Linked DNA regions of Mus musculus: region 2 is linked to region 1. The links are chromatin contacts, called in public promoter capture Hi-C maps. All regions are on one chromosome and are shown on one strand. The core of a region is the stretch at or near the end of the contact, and the rest is flanking DNA. Distances in the headings are between cores, read along the strand shown.

What was found. Promoter capture Hi-C pulls out the DNA fragments that hold promoters and counts their contacts.
Region 2: a promoter capture Hi-C map of liver shows a contact between it and region 1, with 10 times the contacts expected there. The contact joins the promoter of Bach2os here to the enhancer-like site in region 1. A contact is called at or near these places in 12 of 39 promoter capture datasets (the 3T3-L1 cell line, 3T3-L1-derived adipocytes, the C10 cell line and 7 more), 13 of 484 Hi-C or Micro-C datasets (3T3-L1-derived adipocytes, the C2C12 cell line, CD4 T cells and 7 more), 14 of 115 datasets of contacts at active chromatin or transcription factors (CD8 T cells, the NIH/3T3 cell line, Th17 cells and 10 more) and 4 of 9 other capture datasets (adipose tissue, embryonic stem cells, liver and 1 more).

Annotation. Positions count from the first base shown.
Region 1 is chr4:32,300,258-32,306,990 of GRCm38.p6, reverse strand. It overlaps a transcript of Bach2 not described here. Among named protein-coding and RNA genes, the nearest start is that of n-TGccc3, 73 kb to the right of the region's middle. RefSeq lists an enhancer at 1,581-5,088. Within about 2 kb of position 3,055, at least 247 of the 459 cell types and tissues checked have an H3K27ac peak or open chromatin away from gene starts, as enhancers often do. A contact at or near this core is called in the C2C12 cell line, the NIH/3T3 cell line, VIP interneurons and 14 more, where this site is marked.
Region 2 is chr4:32,567,439-32,574,645 of GRCm38.p6, reverse strand. It overlaps Bach2os (BTB and CNC homology 2, opposite strand), which reads left to right and starts at 2,984. Exons shown (of 5, transcript NR_026843.1): 1 at 2,984-3,062. The region is part of intron 3 of Bach2 (BTB and CNC homology, basic leucine zipper transcription factor 2); the gene reads right to left.

The DNA.
Region 1 (6,733 bases), core at 1,806-4,305:
TCCCATATGTGTTCATTTAACTGCTGCTCAGGTTAGACCCAGAAATACATTCTTTGTCGTATCAGCTATATTGCGACTTATTCTTAAACTCTTCCTCCTAATGGTAGTCAGGTGAGAAAGAGCTTAAGGAAAGCCCGGGCCTGTCAAGCCATTCTTGGCAGGAGCCTTCCAGGCAAGGAAGCAGTCGGTCTTAGGTTTATGTTTGCATAATTTACAACTGGATGATGGAATGCTGACACTGGTGGGACAAGAAACAGCAAGGGCACAGTCACATACTATGTCACCAGCAGGAACTGTAGGGCTGCCTGCTTTCTCCAACAACAGCTCAGCTCAGGGGACTGGCACAGACACAGCCAGGCCACGTCCCTCAGGGGCTCCTCTGATCTCATTATAGCAGTTGACACCAGTCCTCACAAAATAAACAGGAAATGTATGCCTGCCTCTCCTGTGGAAAGGCACACATTCCTTCTCAAGGAGACTGCAGTCACCAGCATGGGAAGGAAGTCGGCTCTGCTCCTAAGAAGAAAGCCTACCCTATCGGCCTTTCTCTTTCTGGGATGGGATACAGAGTGGGTGAGCTTAAGGCTCCAGCTCTGGGTGCTGTGAAAATGAGACATTTCCTTGCTGCTGATATCAACATTCCAGGGCTCTGATAGCAGGGCCACTTCCTCTGGTGTAACTCTGGGGAAAGACCTATGATATAGCCTGGAGGGATTTTACCTGCTGAGACCAGAGTACAAGAAAGGGGCTGTTCTTCAAGAACAAAATCCAGGTCTCAGTTTCTCTCTCTCTCTGTCTCCCTCTCCTCCTTTCCCTCCCCAATCCACATGCGTGCGTGCGTGCGTGCGTGCGTGCGTGTGTGTGTGTGTGTGTGTGTGTGTGTGTGTGTGTGTGTGTGTGTGTAAGAGAGAGACAGAGACAGACAGACAGAATTCTCCCTAAAATCATTTGTTTGCTATGTAGGAAACTTTATATACCTAATATTTCCATTTCAAATGCTGAGTTTACCTATAAACTACAAGCTCAGTGGTAAAGCACAGATCCAGCGCGTGCTGTGGTTTGAACAAAAAATGACCCCAGGGTCTGGCGGTGCAGCCTTGTTGGAGGAAGTACATCACTGGGGCAGGCTTTGAAATGAAAAGGCCTCCTTTACCTCCAGTTTGCTCTCACTACTTCATGCTTGGGGTTCAAGATGTGAGGTCTCAGCTATAGTGCATTCTCCATAATTATTACCTGGTCCAAACTATCAGCCACGCGGTAAGAGATGCCCTGCTGGAGAGGGAAGACTCGATGTTATAAAGTAGGGTTAAAACAAAGCCACTTCAAAATAATGATAATGTCGCTGCTGTGTAGTCTGGGATTCCTAAAATGCACAACAGCCACAAAAATGTCCTCATTCTTCCTTCAAGCATAATAACTCAAAGCGGCCCTGTAAGAGCGCAGCGGAATCACCGGAGCAGCGTGAAGGGACGTGGAGGGGTGTGAGCGTCAGAGCGTCTGATCAGCAACACTGTGAGCGCTGTGCTTGTTCTAGTTGAAGCTGTTTCTGCATGCTGACTACTCCAGTTCACTGGTGACTAGCAACAGCAGGAATGTGAGAGCTCCGTTCCAGAATTACTGAAACCACCCAGGCAACTTAAATACATTTCCGTCTCAAAACATCGGCAAAATGTTCCAACTTTTAAAATGCTAACAAAATATGAGGAGCCATGGTGAAGTTGACCTACATTCTAGGGAGGCTGAGAAGGGGGCGGGGAAGGCTGCACTAGTGGAGTTCAGAATAAATGCAAGGTTGCGGGGATGCTGTCTATGAAGTCACTCCCTCGTCTCTCCATTTCCATTTCAGTGTCCATGTATTTCCTGATCTCTGCACTGTGTGCTTTCTTCCATTGGACGGATCGCACACTTAGATAACTTGGTCGTTTTTCTCTTAGGCAGACTTTCATTCTGCAAAACCGGGAGAATTCCTGCACTATTGTATATAAACTAATTCAAACTTTATGAATGAGCAGCGGGGACCGTTTCCACGGACTGTTTTAAAGGCCTGTGGTACCAAGAGTAAGCAAAACCGATCCATGAAGTTAATGCTGCTTCCCATAATGTAGAATCTGGTTCTTCTCACTGTCCAAATGCTAAAGGAGAAACTAGTGCCATGGTGGGGGTGCTGGCAGGGTGGGGGGAAACAATGCCTTCCTCAGCGTTTCAAAACCGTTCACATCAGCTTGAGCACGGAAGCCATAGGAAAAGCTCTGTTTTACCTACCGTAATTACGGTATACCTCACAGCAACTCTCCACATTATCCACTTTCCCCCCTCCACTCAACTTCTCTCAATGATCTCTGGAAACCATTAACCAAAAGTCCTGGTCCAATTTTCCTCTTCCCCCTCCTCTGTGTCCTCAGTCTTGCTGGCGTCCAGACAAAGCAAACTTGTATTACATCACAAAGCAAACTCATTTTTTTCTCTAAAGCAGCCCATTGGTCAGTTACCGCTACTGGAACCAACACTGTCACAGTGTGGTCTTTGTTACTGAGTGCTGCTTGTAAAAAATATATATATACATACATATAAGTTTCCCAGTACTGCTTTCCTCTGCTAAAAAGAGGAAGCGTCTAGCCGGGTTCCACCCATGCAGTAAACTAGACATTACCTTATATACAAGAGCCTCTATGGCATTCCTCGGGCACTGACTGCTGCAGAATTCCTGCACTAGGCTGCACGCTGCAGGCCACAAGCTTCCCTGGCTCACTCACCCTCCTTTCTGCTTTGGCTGCTCTACTCTATCTATCTATCTATCTATCTATCTATCTATCTATCTATCTATCTATCTATCTATCTATCTTTCTTTCTTTCTTTCTTTCTTTCTCTCTCTCTCTCTCTCTCTCTCTCTCTCTTTCTTTCTTTCTTTCTTTTTTTCTCTCCTTCCTTCTTTCTGTCTCATTTCCACTGCCTCACTGTGTTTTTGTGTAAATGCTCTCTCTCACATGACTCAACAAATCCATCTGCCCGAAGCAGGCCAAGTCTGGAGCCCTCCCAGGAGGGAGGAGAAGAATTGCTTTGTGGAAAGGACTTGGAGCGCTGCCCTTCCTCTGGCTCGAATTACCCGCCTGTCAGGCCTGACGGATCTGGCTAAAAATAAAAGGAAGCGGGCTGTGAAAAGCAGATGAATGGGCTCAGCAGCTCCTCAGATAACACAGACCTGCTGTTGCCCAGAGCTTCCCAAACAGAAACTTCAAATGTGCGACCTCTGAGTGCAGCTATGTGGCTTCCAGGTGATCATGCTGTCTGACCCACCAGAGTGGTGTCGCAGCCTGGATTTTGATTTTAGCACCCCCCCCAACCTCAGTGTGTGTGTGTGTGTGTGTGTGTGTGTGTGTGTGTGTGTGTGTGTGTGTGTTAGAAAGAAAGAGAAATAGGAAGAGAAGGGGAAATAAAGTCTCGTACAAAAAGGTTCTCAGAGCACAGCTGAATTCAGTGGAGTGATGGCTTCTCACGTTTTAAAACAATATTGTTTCCACTACAAAATTCTCCTCCACACCAGACATTTTCAGTCTCCCGATGATGTCACTCCTCCATTCAGAGCCAGCAAAGAGTTAACAGTCCTTCTTGTAAGTGTATGGCCAGCGCCTGCAGTGGGTATTAAGCACTTAGGTTTGCCATGTAATGACACACTGTAACAATCTGTAATATGAAACATCAGCAAAGCTCTGGCTCTGAGGCTCGCTCTCCCCACCATTAGCCATATGTTTGGCTCCTCAGATAGCCAAGCGGGTGTTCCAGCATGCCATCTGGTTTCTATCCACACAGGCAACTGCAAAGCAAGGGCTGTACCCCTCTGGAGCTGTGTGTTTCTTATCCCTGTCCTCCCCTTTCCCCCCTCCCAGCTCCTTGGTTCCCTTGCAAGAGAATTCTCTGCCATTCATCACATGCAAAGAAAATGTTACCTGACCTGGCAGCAGTGGAGCCATTAAGAATGCACAGCTGAACTGTAAACACGCCAGAGGGTCCTTTACAGAATCTCCTCAAGTCAGTCTCCCCCCCCCCACACACACACATTCTCTACTCCTTCCTCATCCCCTATGACTGCAGACACTTGATCCAGCATGTTAAAAATAGGTACATTCTTGATAGAACCAGAGTTTGCTGTGGTGCCCTTCACAGTCACTTCACATACTGACAGGAAGGCTTTAACTCACACATGTGTGAGTGCGCACTCGCTCGCACACACACACACACACACACAGGCAAACGCATGTTTGTCTCAACATTCAATTAGCTTGGTGTCAGTGTCACACAGGATGACACACCCCTGACTCACTTCAGGAATCAATCCCTCCTGCTCCTAGGTATTCGACTGCTATTGTTTAATTTTCTGATGGTTCTTTCCACTTCAAGACACGAAACAGGGAGACAGATGAGGCAGGCACTCTGGAACAGGAGCTCGCAGCCATTTTCAGGCAACTGATGACTGACCGAAGAATGCCTTCTTCCTTCTGCATTTTCCAGGGGTGAAAGCACACAGCAAAAATAATCTCCCTCCTCTTGCCTGAACCCCTGATGCCGGGATTACAAATGTGTTATGTGTGTTATGCTGGGTGATGTGGTGCTGCGGATCAAACCTAGGGCTTTGTTCATGCTAGATAAGTACTCTGCCAACATAGCTGCTTCCCCAGGCCTGCACTTTAACAGCATGCAGAAATGGTACATGCTGTTGGAACTGATAGGATTTTCCTAGAGCTTCGCCTTCACAGGATTTGAAGCACTCTATACTCTTTTAACTGCATATTGGGGTATCTGATATACATAAAAATTGTCTCCTTGTTTCTGTAGAAATTGCAATTCATTTTGCTGCATTAAGAGATCATTAATTAGGGATTAATATTTGCCACATCTTATTTAAAACGCTGGTTTCTTACATACGAAAAAACGAAAGAAAGACTATCATTAGAAAGTGACTCACCAGAATGTCAGATTGTCCCACATGGTAGACTGGAGAGGATCTGTCAGGGAGTTCTGTTTATTCAGTCTAACAAGGGTGCCAGGAAGGCCACTAACTATGCAAACTTCTTAAGCCCACTGCCTTTGTGGATCCATACTTTCGTAATCACAATATACGCTGCATTAGCTAACAGAGCCATTAAGATTCTGTTTTTGCAGGTTTTAGAGAATGATGCCAAAGAGAACTTGTAATTTAGAAAGCTTTAGGAAATAACCCAGATGATTAGCCCAAATATATATAAAATATATATTATAAGTAATATATATTATAGTACAACAGTATGCATATATTATTTTAATATGCTCTGTCTTAATATACAAATTATTAATGAGATATTTTACATTTTACACTGGCTCTTGAAATAATATGGACTGTTCACATATAGCATCTACCAATGTGCACTAGTCTTAATTCCAGGACTTTGGCTACCTGTGGATAGTGGTGACTGCTGGGCAGCAGAGATACAGATTTTATACACAGTATAGGTCAAAGGATGTACAGATGTTTTCTCATAAGCAATAGCACAAGATCCAAGTGTAGGAGAGGGAGGCTGAGTCTGGGAAATGGATTTAAGCTGCTTGCACAGTCAATGCCAAGAATGAGGAAAAGGTTATAGCTTAGGGCCAGGACAGGAAAAATAGGGTGGCCTGAAAGAGTCAACCAAAGGATATTTCTAGAAATAAATCAGGGGGAAAAAAGACTTGTCACTTAGAGAGATGAAAGAAAGGGAAATGTCCAATAGGGATGTGGTTATTTGTTGTTGTTGGTGGTGGTAGTGGTAGGTTGTCTCTCTGTGTGTCTGCGTATCTGTGTATACGTGTTTTAATGTTATAACGCATGTTTTCAGTGAAATGTCACTGAATGCATGTTTAAGGTAAAATCTAGATATGTCTCTGCAGTTGAGTAAAAGCTATTGACTAAACCCTTGCTAAGTATTGCTCATGGGTGAGGCAGTGCTACGCACTAGGGGCGGCAAAGCTTTGGGACAGCTGAACCTTCTGTTGTTTCCAAGACAGGATCTCTAGTGTGTGGGGTCCATGCTGACCTTAACATCACTAGGAAGCTCTTGCAGGCCTCGGACTCACGATCGTCCTGTACCTACCTACCAGCGCACACACAACACATGGCCACAAGCATTACTTCTGAGGGGCTCGAATATGATGTCGGGGACTGAATAGCAAAGGAGAGGAATGTCTTAGAGGCCTACAAGATGCTAAATGTAACTTAGAATTTTTTTCTATAAAGTATTCAACAGACTTCTGCTTTGGTTCGGAGTGGGTCTTTCAGGCAGCAGAGTCCACACCAACTGACTTGACATGATTCAGGATTTGAGTTCCTGTTTGTATTCAGCTGTGCTGAATTAAGAAAATCCCAATACAGGCAACCACAGAGATTGATCACTCACTATCTGAACCGTATGATAAAAATGTGGAGAAATTTTCAGACAAGGCCCGGCTCTCTGCTCTCTTATTGCTGGCTCAGAATCCAACTTGACAGGAAGAAAACTGAATGCTTTGCTAGGTCAAACACTATGGGCAGTGCCTGCCCCGTATTCCGGAGAGGAGCAGACGTGACAAGCAAGCTAGCCAGGTTTTGCCAGGCTTTGCAGTCTTTCATTTGATGATTTGCTATTCTGCCTCAAATTCCTCCAAATGCTTAAAAAATTAAGTCAGATTTAATTGCAAAGTTTAATAACTTGTGTAATTAATTGAGTGTGTAGTCCAACAACTGTTC
Region 2 (7,207 bases), core at 1,735-4,234, 270 kb before region 1:
CATGGGAAGTACTGAAAGCAAGTAGTGATTAATACTTCTCTTATTTCCAATACAAGTAAGATGAAATATTCGTATAACCAAACAGTACAAACACACACAAGTCGGCCAGCCTGGTGGTGTATAGCTCTAATCCCAACACTCAGGAGGATTGCCATGCATCTGAGCATAGCATGGGCTACAGAGTAAGTGGGGAGCCAGTCTGGCCTACATAGTGAGACCTTGTCTCAACACACACACACACACACACACACACACACACACACAGATTATAATGTTATCATTTCCTGAGGTTCCTTTGAAGCAAATGGCATTAAAAATATTGTAAACTGTGTTAGTTCTTCCAATGTTGCAGAACTTTTGTAAGAAAGACCATGGTTTATCAAAGCCCCTGCTACAAGACACACAACCGGAATTCAACAAAATGGCCAAAGTGATCTTCTAAAGACCGATGTACAGATGGGGAAGGAAGACTGAGCCCAGCACACCTTGAAGACACTGCAGAGATGCACCAGTCAGTGAGAGTCTTTTTTACTCACACAGAACCCAAGGTGACATCCTGGGTAGGAGGAGTCAGAGCTGGGCTTTAGTTCTCACACAGGAGAGAGGTGACATCACCCCTCTGACCCTCAGTGTCCTCGTGCAAAACAAGGTACGCTTCTCAGGTTAGTGTTATGCTAGGCACTTTGTCAGGATATGGTTTTTAAAATTACGTTTTCTTTTACAGGGTAATTCTGTTATTTCTCTGACACGATGCATATTCCTTCCTTCTGATAAACACCTTGCTGGACGATGTCATGTGTTCTCGAAGTTAAGCCTTGAAGGGCACTGAGACTTGTACTTTGTCCTGTTTCACTGGCTGCTCAGTAGGGCAGACCTGGCATCTCCAGCTCACAGCACTATCCTGCCAGTTCTGTGAATGGAAGCATGCTCATTGCTTATGAGGTTTTATTTAATTATTCTGAACTCAGTTCACTCCTCTAGCTAGACAGGCCCTGGGAATGACACTCAGTTTCCATGCTTAGTGGCTGCCCCTTTTACCCGAGGAACCACCTTGCCAGCCCAGAAGTGAATTCTTGAAGCCACTGAGACCCGCAGAGGACTGTAACCCCAGCCAACACCCGATCTGAGCCAGAAATGCTCATGAGGGCCAGCTCAGTTCCTGACACACAGAACGTGTGAGAGCTGTTGAATGACCACTGCTACTGTAAGCCATTAAGGTTTAGGCACGATTCCTACTTTTAAGTCCTTCACAAGTCAAGGTAAATATTTTTAAAAGAGAGGATGGCAGGGGTGGGAGAGATGGCTCGATAGTTAAGAACACCTGCTATTCTTCCAGAGGACCCAGGTTTGATTTCCAGCACACACACACACACACACACACACACACACACACGAACATACATGGCAGCTCACAATCATCTGTGGCTACAGTTTCAGGGAATCCAATACCCTCTTCTGGTCTCTGTTGGCCCCAGACACACACGTGGTACAGACAGACATACACACAAACAACTATAAAATAGAAATAAATAAATAAAACTCCACAACAATGAAGAGAGGATATCACAACTCTGGAGGTGTCTTCTCTGTTGTTTAATTTTAGTATGTATTATTTTGTAAGAACGGCAACTATGGAGACCTGATGCAGGGAGTGGTCCTCATCTATAAACACAAGAAGTGAAGGTATGGAAATTAGGAATTCAAGGTCATCCTTAGCTACAAACTGACAAACTGAGTTTAAGGCCAGCATGGGCTACTGAAGACCCTAATTGTTTTGTGTGAAAACATTGACTTTGTGTCTGATGCAGAAGCTGAGAGCAAGCCCAGGCTCTCTCTCTCTCTAGGGCCTTGTCAGTCTCCATGGGGTTTGGAGTTCAGGTCGGTGACATTTTTAAAAAATGATTTATTTATTTTATATATTTGAGTACACTGTCACTGTCTTTAGACACATCAGAAGAGGACTTCAGATACCATTACAGATGGTTGAGAACCACTGTGTGGGTGCTGGGAATTGAACTCAGGACCTCCGGAAGAGCAGCTGGCGCTCTTAACCACTGAGCCATCTCTCCAGCCCCAGGTCTGTGACTTTTAACAGCTTCTCTCTGCCCTTCCTTGCTAAGGCGGTGCTGATGGTTTGGGAACTTCTGCAGTTACATCTGTTTCTGCAACTCCTGCACAGTTATGACCTCAGCAATCTTAGCACTTGGGAGGAGGTGGAGGCAGGAAGATTAAGGCCACCCTCAGAGGCCTGTGGAGTTCCAGGCCAGCCCAGGCTATTAGACCCAGCTCAGGTTGCTTAGGTTTTTTTCTCATATTCAATTTCTTGGCTTGGCCAGCAGATGGCAATGTAAGCCTAAATGTCATGTGCTAGGCTAACCTTTAATACTAACACCAGTCAGAGAGGCTAAACTTACAAGTGTATGTCAGTCAGGTGTGTTGTGTTACACCTTTAATCCCAGCACTTGAGAGGCAGAGGCAGGTGGATCTCTGAGTTTGAGCCTAGCCAAGGTTAAATACCGAGAGCTTGTTTCAGAAAAACTCAACCAACACCCCCACCCCTGCAAGAAACCAAAAAATTGAAAGCGGCCACATTAAATAAAGTAAAAACAAAACAAAACAAAACAATCCAGGTGAGTTTCATTTTAAGAACATGTCATTTATCCCAGTGTATAAAATATTTCTAATGTAATCTATACAAGTTATTTACAAAAAATTCAATGATGAAAAATTAAAATCTAAAGCACATTTTATTGTTCCAGTATTGTTCCACAATTCAGATGGGTCCCCACAAAAGGCTTGCTAGACATGTGTAGGACGTGCCCAGGAATCTTACAGATCTCTCAGGAAAAAGAGTCACTGGAGAAAGCATGTGGGCCTGGGTTTATTGGTGAAGAAAGCAACTTCCTGTTAGGATTCAGAGGGTGGAGTGTTGAGTCTGTGTTCTTTAAGAGGTCAAGGGTATGGCTAGTCTGCCCTGAATCTGGGAGTTATCTGTTGGTTGCATCAGATAGTCATGAGGCTCAGTCCTGGTATTTGTGCCCAGTTGATCACCATGCACAAAGGTAAGCACACTAAAGAATCATTTGCCTTTCCTAGGGCCGGGTGAAAATTCTGTCGGGTTACTTCCTAGCTGTGCACTTACTCCATGTGGCACTTACTATGCCTCCCATGTGGTGAGTGCAGGCAGGACAAATGGCTCCTTTGCAGGCTGTTGGAAAGGCCTTTGCCTGTGGGGCTGTTTCTCCTAGGCTTCCAATGATACAGTGCACTGTTTATCTCCATTTTCCAAGCTTTGGATAACAGACACTCAGATCCTAGATGGTGCCCCAGCAGCACACAGGTCGTCAGTTGGAGACATAGCACCTGGGCATCACAAAAGCTGTGCACCCTTGGGGCTCAGGGGACTTCTATTTCCACTGACAGCAGAGCCATCTTACTTCAGCTCCAGACTGTATTTGCTTACTTGCAGAAAGAAAACATGCCACAGAGCAGATCACAAGGAAAGTCTAAAGGGCTTCCGCACCGAGCGCTACTGTATTTAAAGCCATCTAGACAGCAAACACAGACCAGGTAGACAGGATGGAAGGTTGGCGGGGGAAAGGGAAAATCAACAATGGCAGTGTCAAAGTCCTTGGAGCAAAAGCAAACCACACATGGAATTTCATCAGGGATTGTTGCAATCGGGCTTCGTTTTTAAAGACGGTCAGTGGAGAAGAAAACAGTCAGCCATACATCTTCTTCTCTCTCAGGGGGAAGGGAGCCCTCACTCTTGTGCTGGGTTCTGTTTGTAGATCTGCTAGCCACACAGCAAGGAGGAACTTACACTGACCAGCAGGTGGGAGCACCTGCCTTGTTCCTCAAGGGATGCGGAGGCTCAACCTCAGCCCTCGGCTGTTTCCAAGGCAACGGGCGGGCATTCCTGGAGATGAGGGGCAGCCCTGGGCCTTTCCAGAGGAATATTTTCACAAGCTTTTGTGTGCATCCATGTACCCCACACAGGGCTGAAAACTAGGTAATGTGACAACGTCTTGGAAAGCCGACCAGCTGCGAGAAAGCTCACGCCTCTGCTCTTTCCTCCAGGAGATTAATACAACGTACACAAGCTTGTACAGCTTGCTGTTTGAGTCAGTGCTCCTGCCTAACATATCCTTCCAGACGGTACTTCTCATCAGAGGTGTTTACTCTCTGGGTCCCCAGAGACAGCACAGAGTAGACAATATGACACAATGAAACATTCTGCTAACTCTCGCCCCCACCTGTCCGAATAGCCTGCTGTTATGGCCAGTGGACTCTGGGCAGGGAGGCTGCACGGTAGACAGGCCTGGGAGATTTGTAGGCGATGAATCTCTTTAGTTGTGGACTGCTTTGGTTTTTGGTTAAGGCTTGGAGACAGAGGAATAGTCACTGAGTCAGCAGGCCAAATGTGAAAGAGGGTACTATTGGCCACTGCTGCGGTTTGCACAATATGTTCCTGTTGGTCATACCAGTCTTGCCAAAGTGCTGACTCTCTCCCTGCCTCTGGAACCCACAGGAAGTGCAGGATTAGAGGTCATTTTTCAGTATGGGACCTACACTGCTCGCCAGCAATGCCCGGAGGAAGGTTAGACTTTGTGGGAGTCCCAGCTTTTTAGCAGTCTGTGAAATCAATTCCTGCAGTTTGTAGCCAGGGACCCCTGACCTAGAGATGGCAAAGGGCAGAGAACCTTCTGCATGAGACCTAACCTGCCTTCTCGGCACACTTACATGGCCAGAGAGAAAACCTAGACAGGGAGGCTGGGAGATCACTGCTGCCTAACGACTGCCCACATCCTGTAGCCTAAACCATTTCCCTCATTTCAATTAAGATATCACTGAAAAGCTAATTTCCTATAAAGAATTCAAAGATGAGACAAAAGAGGAAAAGTTCCTGCTCTTAAGCAATGCTTATTCTGCCCTGGTGCATTTCTCTACAATGTTTGCTCTGCACAGTTTTTATGGAATTGTGACAGTGACACTCTGCCCATCTCATCCCACCAAACTTTTAGGCACACATTTCACTTGCCCGTTACCTCTGGTTTGCTGGGCAGAGACTACTGAAGGAGGAGGGTAGAGAAGTAGATTTGGAAGCAAAAGCCAAAACCAAGAATCTGTTTCTTCTACGAGTCCCAGGAGCAGAGCGGCCTGTGGAACCTTTCCTGCTTTGATATTTTGTTCTCATCAGACATGAGCTGAAGCCACAGGCGTACAGGGCCAGGCTGAGTGGGCACCCTGGAGACCATGGCAATGTACTGGCTCTCCAAGATGCTTCTGCGCCATGTTATCCCCAGGGTATCTGAGATTCACTCCTAAGACCACAGGAATTAGCATTGTGGTCCCAGGAAATCCATTCTCTCTGTTCCAGACCTCTTGAGGGTCTGTGAGTCAGAGATAATAATTGCTCCACTCAGCTTCTGGGCTTGCTATGAGAAATAAAATCGGGCAATAGAAAGGAATTGCCTTGTGAGCGAGGTGAGGCACATCTTTCTTTGTCATATGGTTTCCTCTTCCAGGCATATAACATTAGGAATTCCAAACACTGAGCATGTTCTAGACAACATGAAAACACTGTTTTAATCATGAATACAGTCGACTCCTATGCTGCCATTCAAAGCCGTCTTTTTATTAAGCAGAGCAATTACAGGCACTTGTAAAAACATGCTTCATTTACGGAACCACAGAAATAATTGTAAAAATCTTACACAGAAAGCTATCCAGTCAGTTGGGAAGAAGAAGGGGTTTGGTGGGAAGGGGCGGGGGGATGAGAGATGGTAATTGGGGTTGAAAACGATCAAATTATTATATATTTTTTGGATTTGACAATGACACTGTTTATTTGTCCCCAGAACTTTGCATGGGTCACATCATGGTATTCATTACCAGAATCCACATCAAGACATGTAACAAAGTGACCTTCGAATTAGAGCTGTGGGTGCATGTTTCAAATTTTTAAAAATAAACTTTATTATAAAACTAAATGTCTTAGTCAATGGCTTATTGCTGTGAGGAGACAGCATGACCATAGCAACTCTTCTAAAGGAAACCATTTAGTTGTCCTATCCTACAGTTTCAGAGGTTTGGTCATGGCAGGAAGCATGGAGGCTAATGCTGGAGCAGTAGCTGAGAGCTCTACAGAAAATGATCAAAATTTGTGATGTGGTGGTGCACACCTCTAACGCCAGCATTTGGGAGGTATAGGCAGGTTTCTGTGAGTTAAAGGTCACCCTAGTCTATAGATTCAGTTATAGAATAGCCAGGACTATGTAAAGAGACTTTGTCTCCCTCAAAAAAAATACTGAAGTATATTATATTTGTGTATGAAATTTTCAAAGAATAATGGAATGATGATTTAAAAAATATACAAAAAAAAGAAGAAAAGAAAAAAGACAACAAACAGACTACCTAAGTGAGAATTCCTCATGTCTTCTCTGTACTATTTCATTGGTTGCTCCTCTCCCTCTCTCTCTACCTCCCTCCCTTCCCCCTCCCTCCCTCAAACACACACACACACACACACACACACACACACACGCGCGCGCGCGCGCGCGCGCACACGCACACACACACACTTTTTTCATTTTGTTTTGCTTAACACAGGTCCTTATATTTCAGGCTGGCCTTGAACTCGTGACCTTCCTAAATGCTGGGATAATAACGTATATGCCACTATACCTGGGCACTTTCATATATTTTTATTCCTATCCAAATGAAGCATGCCAATATAGCAAGTCCAACTAAAGTACCTTTGGATAGGGAACTAAACCATCTTCCCAGGGTTTCTTTATTAAACCCACAATAGAAAGGCTTTGGGAACTTACTAGGGCATGCACCGCTTGGAAAATGGTTGTGACTTCTGTACAATTTTCAAAATCTAAAAACAAACTTGTAAACCTAAGGAGATGCCATGTCACATCCATCAGATAGACACACGGAGAAGAGTTAAGTATTAGCAGTGAGAAGAAGAACTAGCCTGATAGGGGGAATGCAAAGTTGGAAGGGCTGCCTTGGGAAATGGCTGAATAGTCCCTCAAAGGCCACATGGAGTCCCCACGTGACACAGCAGTTCCACTCAGAGGTACTGAGTGAATGAACTGGAAGCCCGTCCTAAAAACCCTTGCATGCAAATGCTCATAGCACCATTCTTCAGAAACATTCAGAAGGTAGGACCCGCCAAACTCCCTCAAGCAATGAC